2 separate regions of the Sus scrofa genome follow, and region 1 is linked to region 2. A link is a contact called in public HiChIP or PLAC-seq data. All regions are on one chromosome and are shown on one strand. Each heading gives the region's core, a stretch centred on a gene start, on an enhancer-like site or on the middle of the called end of the contact. The rest is flanking DNA. Distances are from core to core; before and after follow the strand shown. Region 1 holds the start of EGR2 (early growth response 2). Region 2 has its middle 170 kb from the start of ADO.

Region 1 (6,226 bases), core at 1,781-4,280, 180 kb before region 2:
GCTGCGAATAATTCCAGTGTCAGTCGCTCCCATTTACTCGAACGTGCTTCTGAGACTGGGCGATTAAGCCCGCCTCTCCTCTTTGGGGTCCCATCCCCCACCTGACCCCCAATGGGCCGCCTCCTTCGGGAAGTGTAGCAGCCAAAGACCTCAAGGCTTATTCTCTCCAGGGCCGCCCCCAGCCTGCGTCCTGCCCTCAGCGCCCAGCTCGCCCAGCACTCCAGGAGCTCCCCCTCGGGGTGGCGCGCTGTGGCCGCCAGCCGGGTTGGCAGCAGCGCCCACCACGGGGCGGCCCCTGCGACTCACCCGCCCGCCAGTTCGTCCGCCCACGTGCGTGGAGAGGAGCGAAGCGCAACCAGTTGCCGCGCCCGCCCTTGCTGCCGGTGGGTACCTAACCTCGGAGGCCGGCGGGGGCCAAGCCCGGGGGCCGTAACCCGAGCCCCGCTGACACAACCCATATTTGCATAATTCGGTACCCCCCTTCTTTCGGACTCAGGGCTGGAGATGCGAGTCGGGCTACCCTCCGAGGCGTCGTCTTGCCGGTGGTCATCACGGGGGCCGCGGGACCTGCCGGAGCGCAGGCGGAGCGGGCTGGCGCACGTGGTAAGAGCGCAGCTTTCTTTTCTTTTTTTAGTAACGGGACTTTTCAAGTTTTTGCCGAGGGTGGGGTACCAACAAGGGTGCTAATCTTCCTGCGATTTTCTTCCTTTCCCCTTTTATTTTTATTTCCAATTGGAAAAGAGCCCGCAGTGCAAGCGAGAAACTTTCCTAAATTTTCTCTGTGCGTTTGAAGTCAGGAAGATGGCCGGCCCCGGGAGAACCAATTTCGCTGTGGGCAAGGGGGAGAAGCGACACTCGGGAGGAGGAGCAGATGCCGCTCACCGCCGCCCCGGTCCTGACTTCGGCGCACAGGACCGGGAGGGAGTGGGCTCGCAGCGGCGGCGGCCGCGGCAGGTGAGCGGCTGGAGGAGCCGCCTGCAGCGCCTCGCTTCTTCCACGGCGTGGCGCCGTGGTTCTCGGCCTCCCAGGCCCCCACGAGGCTAGGACCATCCTGGCTGGCGGTGGGGAAGGGCAGGGCCGGGACCTAGAGGTTGCCTGGCGCTCTATCCCAGGCCTTGGCTGCTTTGAGGCGGGAAAGGGTCTGGCAGGCGGCTGCTCACCAGGCTTGAGCAACTGGGACTAACCTCCTTTGGGACCCTGGCCAGACCTGGAGCGCTCCCGGCGTGGGTCGGGATGCGCCTGGGGGTGGGAGTGGTGTGTGCAGCCAGCCAGAACCCGTCGCTATCTGGACCCCTGAAAAGTTTTTAAAAATTGCTTTGGGTGCTTTGGAAACTAAGCAGAAAGGTTCCCATCGAAGTCAGTTTATTTTACAGGGGAAAGCGTGTAGGGTGATGGCGACTCGAAACTGGCGTTAGAGTCACCATTTGCTGCTACTCTGGACCTCGCTGGGCTCCCTAAAATAACTGTTGAACAGGGAAAGGAAGAATATTCCTCACGTGTGTGTTTTGGAGTAGGGCTCAGGTGCAGGTAGAGCACACCTCCGGAGCGTAGGCTTTCGGGGGGGGGGGGGGTAGGGAGACTGCGGTGACAGCCGGTACAGGCACTGAAGGTGAGGCTGGGTGTCTCCGCAGGGCATCTTGTCCAGCAAACCCGGGTGCCTACTCTGCCGACTGGACACTCCATTGGCGAGGCGGGTGCACGGGCGCGCTGTCAGTAGGGAGGTGTGTAGCGTAAGGTGTGCGAGTGGATGTGTGAAGAAGGCGGCGGGGGCAGGACTGTGTGTGGCGGAAGTGGAGCGTGTGTGAGTGTACGAGTGTGTGTGTTTGTGTGTGTGTGTCGGGGCAGGGTGAGTGTCCAAGCCTCCATCTGGACGCCCCCACACAGCAGACCGCCCAGACAAGCCGGGAAGGGCGCCCGGTCCGCGTAGCAGCTGAAGGGGGGCGGGGAGCGCGCGGGCAGAAAAAAAGGGAGGGGGGGTGTCGCCGGTTGAGGATTTCTTTCGAAGCTCCCCGCAGTTATTTGCTTCTCCTAGGGTCTACCCTCCCCCCGCCTCAAGGTGCCCAAAATACTTAAACAAACAAACAACCCCAAACCTGTTCCGTTTTCGCTCCTGTATAAATAGAACAGACTTTCCAAAAAAGCAATACCGCATTCACTCTTATCACCAGCCACTTCTTTCCACCAAGTAATTCAGAAAAAAGCAGTCAGCTTCCGTGAATGCATGCAGCCTTTTTTTTTTTTTTTTTTTTTTTCTTCGCTGCCTCCTTTTGCTTGCGGTTTTGAGCTGCCAAGAAAGTGAGTAGGGGTTTGACTGTAGTGTCTCGGCTCCGCTCGGTTTCTTTCCGAAGTTTAATTTTCCGGAATGGCTCCCAAACAAGGGCTGGGGAGGCGGAGCTGCCGGCACCGGATCTTCGCCTTTTTTGGAAAGTCCCGGAGAACCGGAATTCCTCCCCGCCCGGGAGGCTGCGCCACAGCCCGGACCCGCTCGTTCTCGCACAATGACCTGAGCCCGACCGGTGGTGCACCCCATCCCTGCCTTGCCCAGCGCTCTGGACCCGGGCTTCGGCTTGGGCCGTGTTCCCCAGACCCCTGCGGATCCTCCCGGGCTGCGAGCCGGGAGTCGCGAGCCCGCAGGAGCCCGCGCAGCCGAGCCCCTATGCAAATTGGCCATGTGACGGCAAAAGCTGCCTGGCCCAGCCCTGTTCCTCAGTCCATATATGGGCAGTGACGTCACGGGCATTGAGGGCCTGCCCATAAATACTTAGAGCAACACTTTCCGTCTAACCCAGAGAGCAGCAATTGATTAATAGCTCGGCGAGGGGGACACACTGACTGTTATAATAACACTACACCAGCAACTCCTGGCTTCCCAGCCGGAACACAGGAGAGAGTCAGTGGCAAATAGCCATTTTTCTTCTTTAAAAAAACCCAGCAACTTGTTTGCTAGTTTTATTTTTGTTGATTTTTTTTTTTTTTTGAGGGGGGATAGTTGCTTTAAGTGTGGAGGGCAAAAGGAGATACCAGCCTAGGCTCAGTCCAATCCCTCTCCAAAACGGCTTCTCTGACACTCCAGGTAGCCAGGGAGTTGGGTCTCCAGGTTGTGCGAGGAGCAAATGATGACCGCCAAGGCCGTAGACAAAATCCCAGTAACTCTCAGTGGTTTTGTGCACCAGCTGTCTGACAACATCTATCCGGTGGAGGACCTCGCCGCCACGTCGGTGACCATCTTTCCCAATGCCGAACTGGGAAGCCCCTTTGACCAGATGAACGGAGTGGCCGGAGGTAAGCGCGTGCCCCCTCCTCGGGCCTGGACCCAAGCAGCTCGAAGTTGGTGGGTTTTGGTGCGTGTGTTGAACTTGGAGGAGAGGGTTGGGGCACGAGGTGGACGGTGTTGACTGAACTGACTTTGAGGAATTGGACGGGGGTGCAGGAGGAGCCCGCGGGAGCGGGGAAGGGCGTTAAAACTGGGCGCGCGGGCAGATGCACCAGGTTGCCAGCGAGCGGGCGGGCGTGAGCCGTGGTGCTCCCAGCTCCCGGGGGACGCAGGGATGAAAGTAGGAGAGGTGCCCCGCCAGGCTTCGGCGCCTGTGTGGGCCTTTCTGCCGGCTGCACGCCGTCCTCCCCTCTCCCGGGGTAGGGGCAAAGTGACGAGAAAGTTTGGGGCTCTGGAGGAAAGCTGAGCGTCTGGAGAGCCAAGCGGCGGCGAAGCGCCAGAGAAAAGCATCTGCCGCTCCCTCCTGGGCAAAGGGGACCCCGCGACTCACTCCCCCTGCAGCCTGAAGGAGCGCCCCCACCTGCGCGCCGCCAGTGAAGTTGAGACGGGATTGGCGAGGCGGGAAGGAGGAGGTGGAGGGAGGGCATCCGCGGGAAGCGGCCTCCCTGGCTGCGGAGGGAGGCCCGCAGGGCATCGGCGCCCCAAGTTTCCTTGGCAGTGCGGTGGAAAGTGGTCTCCCGCAACCCTCGCAGACCCCACGCCTTCCTCAAAGCCTGCCACTGTCTTTGGGCTGAGGCGAGGACGCGCGGATGTCGGGCAAGACCGAAAAGGTTGGGAGGGAAGAGAAACCTAGAGACTTCCACCACAGAGCCAGATTCCCTCCAGCAGCCTTCAGCTGAAGCGCAGCGGGAGAGGGAGGGAAGGAAGGCAGGCATCTGGAACTGGGAGCAGCCGGGAAATCATTGACCCCCTTCTTTGCTTCACCTCTCCGGCTGACACCTTTGCAGCACTGGCTGGGATCAGTCTCCAGGGTGATGTCTGCCGTGGACCCCCAGGCAAAGGAGAGGGAGAGAAGTTCCAGGCAGATGGGGAAATTTTAATATTGTTGTTGCTATTATTGGGTGTTTTTACTGGGGAGTAGAGCCACAGATGGCTGTATGTGGGGGTTGGGTGTAGCTCATTTTGCTTTTCTGGGGGAAGTTTGAGTCCCAAACTGTCACTGGCTGCCACAGTAGGATCTTGGGCTAGCCTCTGTCTTTTGGTCACCATGTCCTCACCTGTTGGACACTGTCCCAGCTCTAAAGGGCTAGGATCCTGGGCCTTAGGGTTGGACTCACGAGAGGAGGGTGAGAAGGGATTCTTGGCTGAATTCTTATTGCTCCACCTCCCTTCTTCCTTTCCCCTCCCCAGATGGCATGATCAACATTGACATGACTGGAGAGAAGAGGTCCTTGGATCTCCCATATCCCAGCAGCTTTGCTCCTGTCTCTGCACCCCGAAACCAGACCTTCACTTACATGGGCAAGTTCTCCATTGACCCCCAGTACCCTGGTGCCAGCTGCTACCCAGAAGGCATCATCAACATTGTGAGTGCAGGTATCCTGCAAGGGGTCACCTCCCCAGCATCCACCACGGCCTCATCCAACGTGACCTCAGCTTCTCCCAACCCACTGGCCACTGGACCCTTGGGTGTGTGCACCATGTCCCAGACCCAGCCTGACTTGGACCACCTCTACTCTCCACCGCCGCCTCCTCCTTATTCTGGCTGTGCAGGAGACCTCTACCAGGACCCCTCGGCGTTCCTTTCAGCAGCCACCACCTCCACCTCCTCCTCTCTGGCCTACCCACCACCTCCATCCTACCCGTCCCCCAAGCCAGCCACGGACCCAGGTCTCTTCCCCATGATCCCAGACTATCCTGGATTTTTCCCATCGCAGTGCCAGAGAGACCTACATGGTACAGCTGGCCCAGACCGCAAGCCCTTCCCCTGCCCCCTGGACTCCCTGCGAGTCCCCCCTCCACTCACTCCACTCTCCACCATCCGAAACTTTACCCTGGGGGGGCCCAGTGCTGGGACCACAGGGCCAGGGGCCAGTGGAGGCAGCGAGGGACCACGGCTACCTGGCAGCTCGGCAGCGGCTGCTGCTGCCGCCTATAACCCACATCATCTGCCACTTCGGCCCATTCTGAGGCCTCGAAAGTACCCCAACAGACCTAGCAAGACCCCAGTGCATGAAAGGCCCTACCCTTGCCCAGCAGAAGGCTGTGACCGTCGCTTCTCCCGCTCAGATGAGCTCACAAGGCACATCCGAATCCACACAGGGCATAAGCCCTTCCAGTGTCGGATCTGCATGCGCAACTTCAGCCGCAGCGATCACCTTACTACCCACATCCGCACCCACACTGGTGAGAAGCCCTTCGCTTGTGATTACTGTGGCCGCAAGTTTGCCCGGAGTGATGAGAGGAAGCGCCACACCAAGATCCACCTGAGACAGAAGGAACGCAAGAGCAGTGCCCCATCCTCATCAGTGCCGGCTGCCTCTACCGCCTCCTGCACTGGTGGCGCACAACCTGGGGGGCCCCTGTGCAGCAGCAACAGCAGCACTATTGGTGGAGGGTCCCTCGGCCCTTGCTCATCTCGGACCCGGACACCTTGAAATGAGACTCAGGCTGACACAGGAGCTCCTTGAGGCCCCAGAGGCCCTTTGTCCACTCGAGCTGCACGACAAACACTACCACCCATTCCTGCCCTTCCTTCGTTTTGTTGGGCAAAGGGCCTTGGTGGAGCCTAGCACTGCCCCAACCCCCATTTCCACTTAGAAGCAGGACCTTCCTAAAACTTAGCCCACCTTAGTCTCTCTTAGGTGAGTTGACTGTCACCCCAAGGTAATGGGGAGGCTCAAAAGGAGGTTGGGTGGAGGGCCTTGGCCTAGAGGGCTGAGGCCTGACCCTACTTTAAAGGGTTGTTTGACAAAGTTTTGCTCCCCCCCTCCCTTATTTTGACTGGTTATA
Region 2 (5,906 bases), core at 2,268-4,767:
AGTGCCATGCTCCCTCATGTCCTTGTCATAGTGAGGATTCCACAAGCAGGATTTATTGCAAGGAGGCTCCTTGTTCACTATTTCCCACTCTCCTTTCTGCAGAGAACCATCTTAGAAACCATCTAGTTGAATCTCTTCATTTTATAGATGAGGAAATAAGAGAACTTCTGCCTTTAACACCTTCCTTTCCCACTTCAATTAGCAAACTTAACGTTCTTTGGGCTCATTATCTTTTCTGGGAAGGCTTGGGATACCTGCCCTTTATCACTCAGGCTAGGATCCCCTTCGGTGTGTCCACACAGCACCATATGCTTATCATCTCTCTCTATTTTTTCATTTGTCTTTTCATCTTCCTCAAGTAGACTAAATCTTTGAGGGCAGAGATTGAGCCTTATTCAACTTACTGTTTCTACAGACTCTAATAGTCCACATGTTTGGTCATTGCTCCATGGATATTTATTGAATGAATAAATGAATACTTGGTTATAGGGTTGAGGCAGGATCAGTGCTGGTAGAGAAAGCACAATGATAGTGACTCTTCAAAATGTGTAGACTATGCCCTTCCACATGCACGTGGCTTGGATGTTGTCCCTTCAATGAAAGAAACACCCTGAAGAAATATGTCCAAGTAGTATGTTTCCATTTGGATAGGAAATAGTTTGATCCTTCTGAGATATTGTTTTATTTTTTGTGGGAGAACCAAATCAGATAATAGATGATGCCCCTCACCTGTGCATAATATGACAGGGTTTGAAAACATTTTTGCTTCAACAGCTATATTTTTAAAAAGCTACCTTTTATTAAGAGCTTAGTATGTATCATCCCTATTTCACCTGTCACATGCATTTTTTTCATTTATTTCTTATAACAATTCTAAGAGTTTGGTGCAGTGAGATTTACAAATTTGCAAATGAGGTTAGAAACCTGGCCAAAGCCATGTGGCTGGTAATTTCAAAACTGATATTTCAGCCTCTAATGCTCATCCTCTTAATTATAACATGACACCCTTTCTAAGCACAATCAATTCTGTTAATCACCCAGTGAAATAGGCTGGGCTTGTGCCTTTGTTCCTACTTTACCATTGAGGACACTGAGCCCAAGTAACAGAATTTGCCCAAGGACACCTGGTTAGTACCATTGAGACAGGATTCCAGGTCTCCTGACTCTTGGCAATCTGCTAGATCTACTAGAAGTCTTGTCAGTTGAGTGGACACATTTTTTTTTTTTTAAGATGAGAAACCGCAGTTAGGGTTTGTTTGGTAACATATGAAGTTTAGGAACAGCCCCAGCAGCTTTGGTCCTGCAAACCCCCAGGCTGGCTGCACCCTTGTCTCCCTCAGGCATTCTAAGGAAACAGCTCCCTCTTTAGGCCAACTGGAGGAATAGCAGGGACTCCAGGCACAGAGCTCCCAAACTGCACCGCGTACCTGCGAGCATGGTAGAACTCCCCCAGTACTCTGTGGATGTCTTCAAACAGCTTAACTGAGGGTATTATTGTTGGGTGTCCATTAAGAGGTCATATATTATCCAGGATTGTGCAATTGGAAAGTGGCTTTTGTGGCTAGGATTAAATCACATGTTCATCTCAGCTCTGTGACTTTGTAACGCCCAACCTGTGAAGGAATCCAATTGTCTCTCTTCCTGCTTTCTCCACCATGATGGAAAATAAGGAGCCACAGATGGTAGCAGAAGCTGCAGAGGGAGGCAGTCAGCACCAGGCTCGGGGGAAGGGGCGGATCCTGAGCTGCATCCCAAGGGGGTGGGATGGTAGGTTGCTGACCAGACCAAGAAGGAAGAGAAGCATCTGGGTGCCAGCCCTTTTGGTGGTGCAAACTTCTGCATCTAAGGAGCAGAACTGGAAGAGGAGGGGTGAGAGGGTGGGGGACCAAGTAAGGCAGGACCTGAGCAAATATGAGACCCAAGGGAAAAGCTACAGGTTGAGATGTCTCTTCCACACTTAAAACTAATTAATATCATTGGCTGGATGCTCCTAAAATAACTTATCTGGAAGTTAGATTCTAGAGTTACCAAATCGAACTATAATTTAACTCTTAAATTCTCATCCACTTGTCTGAGACAAGCAGTCCCTGAAGAACCCATATTCCATTCTCTTAGGGACAACCTCAAGATGTATATATTGGGGACCACTTTCCTTCCTGTGTGGAGGTCATACAGTTATAGCAAAAAAAGTCTTACCATCAGAGAGCCCTCAGTGACACAGCTTGAAGCCCTTTATTGCACCATAGAATGAGTTGTTCTTCCAGAAAGTAGATAAGCAACTGATACTAGCTCCTCTCTTGAGGCCACCTGGAGGGCCCAAGGGTGTCCACACACCCTCCCAGTGATGCAAACATTCAGTAGAATGTGCCCTTTGCCCCACAGACACAAGAATTCCAAAAGTCGAGAGTGAAGTTTTTGACTTCACTGTGCAGCACTGGGAAAATCCTTCTCTCTGGTTTTACTCTTACCATCTCTGATATAAGTTTGACAAGATTAGGGGTTTCCAGATATGGCTTGCAGAATCTAGAGGATCTTGAGGTGAGGTCCCTGCAGTCTGTCTCATGGACTAGAGAGGCTTCTCTTGCATCTGTGTATCATATTGGGTGTCCACCGAATATTTTTCTTGAACAAAGAGCCTATAACCAAAAAAAAAAAGTTTGAAAATTACTAGACCAGATGATACCTGCTATGGTTCACTCATTTATTCACTCATGCAACAATATTTATTGAGCACTTTCTGTGTGCCAGGTACTATTGTCAAGGAAACAGTGGTGCACATACACACAAAAAAACATATTTCCTTGTGCAATATAAGCTATATTTTAAAATCAGGGGCATTTGGCCTTCCACCATAGACTTGACCTTGAACACAGAAACCACATCCTCATCTTCATATGGGCAACCAGGATGTATACTTTTGCACACATTTAACTTCCTGTTTTTTGGTAGTCTCATTTCCTCGCGAGAAGTTGAAGTAGCTTGATTGTTCAGTGTATGGTATCCACAGACTCCCAAAGTGTTAAAGTGATTTTCCTAACCAGGAATTAGGATGATTGAGTTGATAAAAAAGCTTTTTAAAAATAATTTGTTTATAGGAACATTCTTCTAAAAGATACAAAAACAGTTACATTTTTTGAATCAACAGTTTTTTTTAACTTAAAAGAATAAAATTTCATGGGAAGAAATTTAAAATTTATCATAATAATTCAGTTAAAATGTTACTTTTATGGTCTTTTCTGTCATTCATCCACTTATAGGTATTTGAAAAAAAAAAAAAAAAAAGAAAAGAAACAGATTGAGAGCCTACTCTCTTACAGTTCCCCCCCCTCCCCAGGCATGTTCACATGCATCTCTTGCCTCACTTAATCTTCAGAGCAATTCTGCAAGAGGTATTTACCAATTTTTAGAAATAATGAAACTGAAGCTTAATATCTTTCTCAAGTTCACAAAGACAGTAAGAAGTCCACATTTGAAATCCAGAGCTGTCTGATCCTAAAGCCAGTCTGTGTTTTTCCTGCCACGTGGTGCAACCACTCCACTTGCTCAATATTATTGTTCACAGTTCTTTGCAATCACCTTTAGGCACATTTCTGAGTAATCAGTAGAAAAATCAAAGTGCTATTTTATCATTTCAAAGGTCATCCATGAGTTGTCTAACCCTCTATTCAGACGTGAAGCGACAAGTGTGTACATTTCCTGATTTAGCATTGGGAATTTAGGAATGCCAAATTCTAGGCACCAATGTCTTCTGATTTGTAGATAGTCTTACCTTGTCTGAACTGGCTACCAAGTTTGCCTTACATTAAGGATACAAAGTTCTTTAAAAGTAGGATTTTTATAACCAAGCAGTTAATGGCAAAAACAATTTTATTTTCCTTTAGATTATCCCGTTCAGAGTTTTATCATCCAAATAAAAAAAAATAAGGGATAATTGATGAAGACTAGTAAATTTTAGGCCCTCAAAGTCTTCATAATTAAAAGTATTCATATATAATTTCCTTGAAAAGAGCTATAAAATTCCAAATCATTGTGATTATCAACAATTTTCTTAGAGAATTTTTAATTTGTAAAGCAAAAATAGGCTTCTCTCCTCAAAATCCTAATACCAGCACACATACTCACATTTGGCTACCAATGCCTACTTTTCCATTTTCCATCTGAACATGCTCCATCCTGCCCTTTTCCCGAATTTTGGAAATTGGATTGTAAAAATAAACGATATAAATGTATGACTGGGTCACTTTGCTGTACAGTCAAAATTAACAGAACACTGTAAATCACCTATAATGGAAAAAATAAAAATCACAATAAAAAAATAAAAAAATAAATAATATAGCTGCAGAATAGTCAAACCGATGTTGAAAAATTATAAAGTTAGAGGACTCACATTTCCCAATTTCAAAAACTATACTTTTTACCATAAAACTATAGTAATCAAGACAGTAGAACTGGGAGTCCAGAAATAGACCTTTAGTTCTATGGTCACATGATTTTTTACAAGAATGCCATGAAAATTCAATGTTTAGAAAGAAACAAGTCTTTTCAGCAAATGATGCTGGGATCACCATGTGCAAAATAATGAAGTTGAACTCCTACCTCACACTTATGTAAAAATTAACTCAAAATAGATCATACACCTAAATGTAAGAGCTGAAACTATAAAATTCTTAGAAGAAAGCATAGGAGTAAATCTTTGTTACCTTGGATTTAGGTAATGGTTTCTAAATGCACAAGGACAAAAATTAAATAAATAAATAAATAGCAACTTCATTAAAATTAAGACTCGTAGCTGAGTGTGACCAGGTGACTGGGTTCTACCCAGTGAAATACGAAGCTGATTGATACTTCCTGGCCTGAACTATAACCTTATTCCAATGAAGCAACCTCCAAGGAAACTGAGGGTATCAGACCAGCCATTACAGGGATGTGACCTGGGTCCCTGACTGAGTAGAAGTCATGGTTCAGGGACCTCCATGGAACCAAAACATGAGTAAGAAATAAACTTTCCCCAAAGAAATAGCAAAAAGACAAAAAAAAAAATAAAATAAAATAAATAAATAAATAAATAAATAAATAAATTAAAAAAAAAAAAAAAAAAAGGAGTTCCCGTCGTGGCGCAGTGGTTAACGAATCCGACTACCATGAGGTTGCGGGTTCAGTCCCTGCCCTTGCTCAGTGGGTTAACGATCGGCGTTGCCGTGAGCTGTGGTGTAGGTTGCAGACGCGGCTCGGATCCTGCGTTGCTGTGGCTCTGGCGTAGGCCAGTGGCTACAGCTCCGATTCGACCCCTAGCCTGGGAACCTCCATATGCCGTGGGAGCGGCCCAAAGAAATAGCAAAAAGACAAAAAATAAAAAAATTAAAAAATAAATTTAAAAAAAGAAATAAACTTCCATTGTCTTTTGTCACTGAGATTTGGAAGCTGTTTGTTACAACACTTAGCTTGACCTAATCAATACCTACAACAGTTATGAAAATTATCACTCAGGATCTCTGAAAATTTTCTTAAGAGTGATTCATCATTTTTAACTTAACATCATTTTAACATCAAAGTTAACCATAAAGAAGTGGAAATATCACTGCTATCCTTCAAGGATAGGTGTTAGTCTTGAAAATCTTACATTCAAACATAATCAAATTTGTCTGCAAAGCAGTTGGATAAAATCACAAAATGTTTCAGTGTCTCCAGTTGTAGTGTATAAATATGAAAACATTTCAGTATTTTATAATATCAACTTCCACATCAACTGGAAGGACTTCAGATGTGTTATTCATATAATTCTTTCAAGCTTATGCCATTGGCATCTATTCTCACCAATGTTACACTACAGTTGCTTGATAATTTCCAAAAAATATTTAGATAAGACTTTGTATGTTTTGCACCTCAAGTTAGTATTAATGCTGTCA

Evidence for each region. HiChIP or PLAC-seq counts read pairs in DNA pulled down with a chosen protein or histone mark.
Region 1: an H3K27ac HiChIP or PLAC-seq map of alveolar macrophages shows a contact between it and region 2. The contact joins the promoter of EGR2 here to the enhancer-like site in region 2. A contact is called at or near these places in 1 of 5 promoter capture datasets (liver), 27 of 47 Hi-C or Micro-C datasets (adipocytes, alveolar macrophages, blood and 16 more) and 2 of 2 datasets of contacts at active chromatin or transcription factors (alveolar macrophages and skeletal muscle).

The regions. Positions count from the first base shown.
Region 1 is chr14:66,285,454-66,291,679 of Sscrofa11.1, reverse strand. It overlaps EGR2 (early growth response 2), which reads left to right and starts at 3,030. Exons shown (of 2, transcript NM_001097488.1): 1 at 3,030-3,282; 2 at 4,625-5,871. The coding sequence starts at 3,114. The coding sequence ends at 5,871. LOC106506022 (a long non-coding RNA gene) reads right to left here and starts at 259. Exons shown (of 6, transcript XR_001300985.2): 1 at 1-259.
Region 2 is chr14:66,107,717-66,113,622 of Sscrofa11.1, reverse strand. No RefSeq gene overlaps it. Among named protein-coding and RNA genes, the nearest start is that of ADO, 170 kb to the left of the region's middle. Within about 2 kb of position 3,517, at least 3 of the 83 cell types and tissues checked have an H3K27ac peak or open chromatin away from gene starts, as enhancers often do. A contact at or near this core is called in alveolar macrophages, where this site is marked.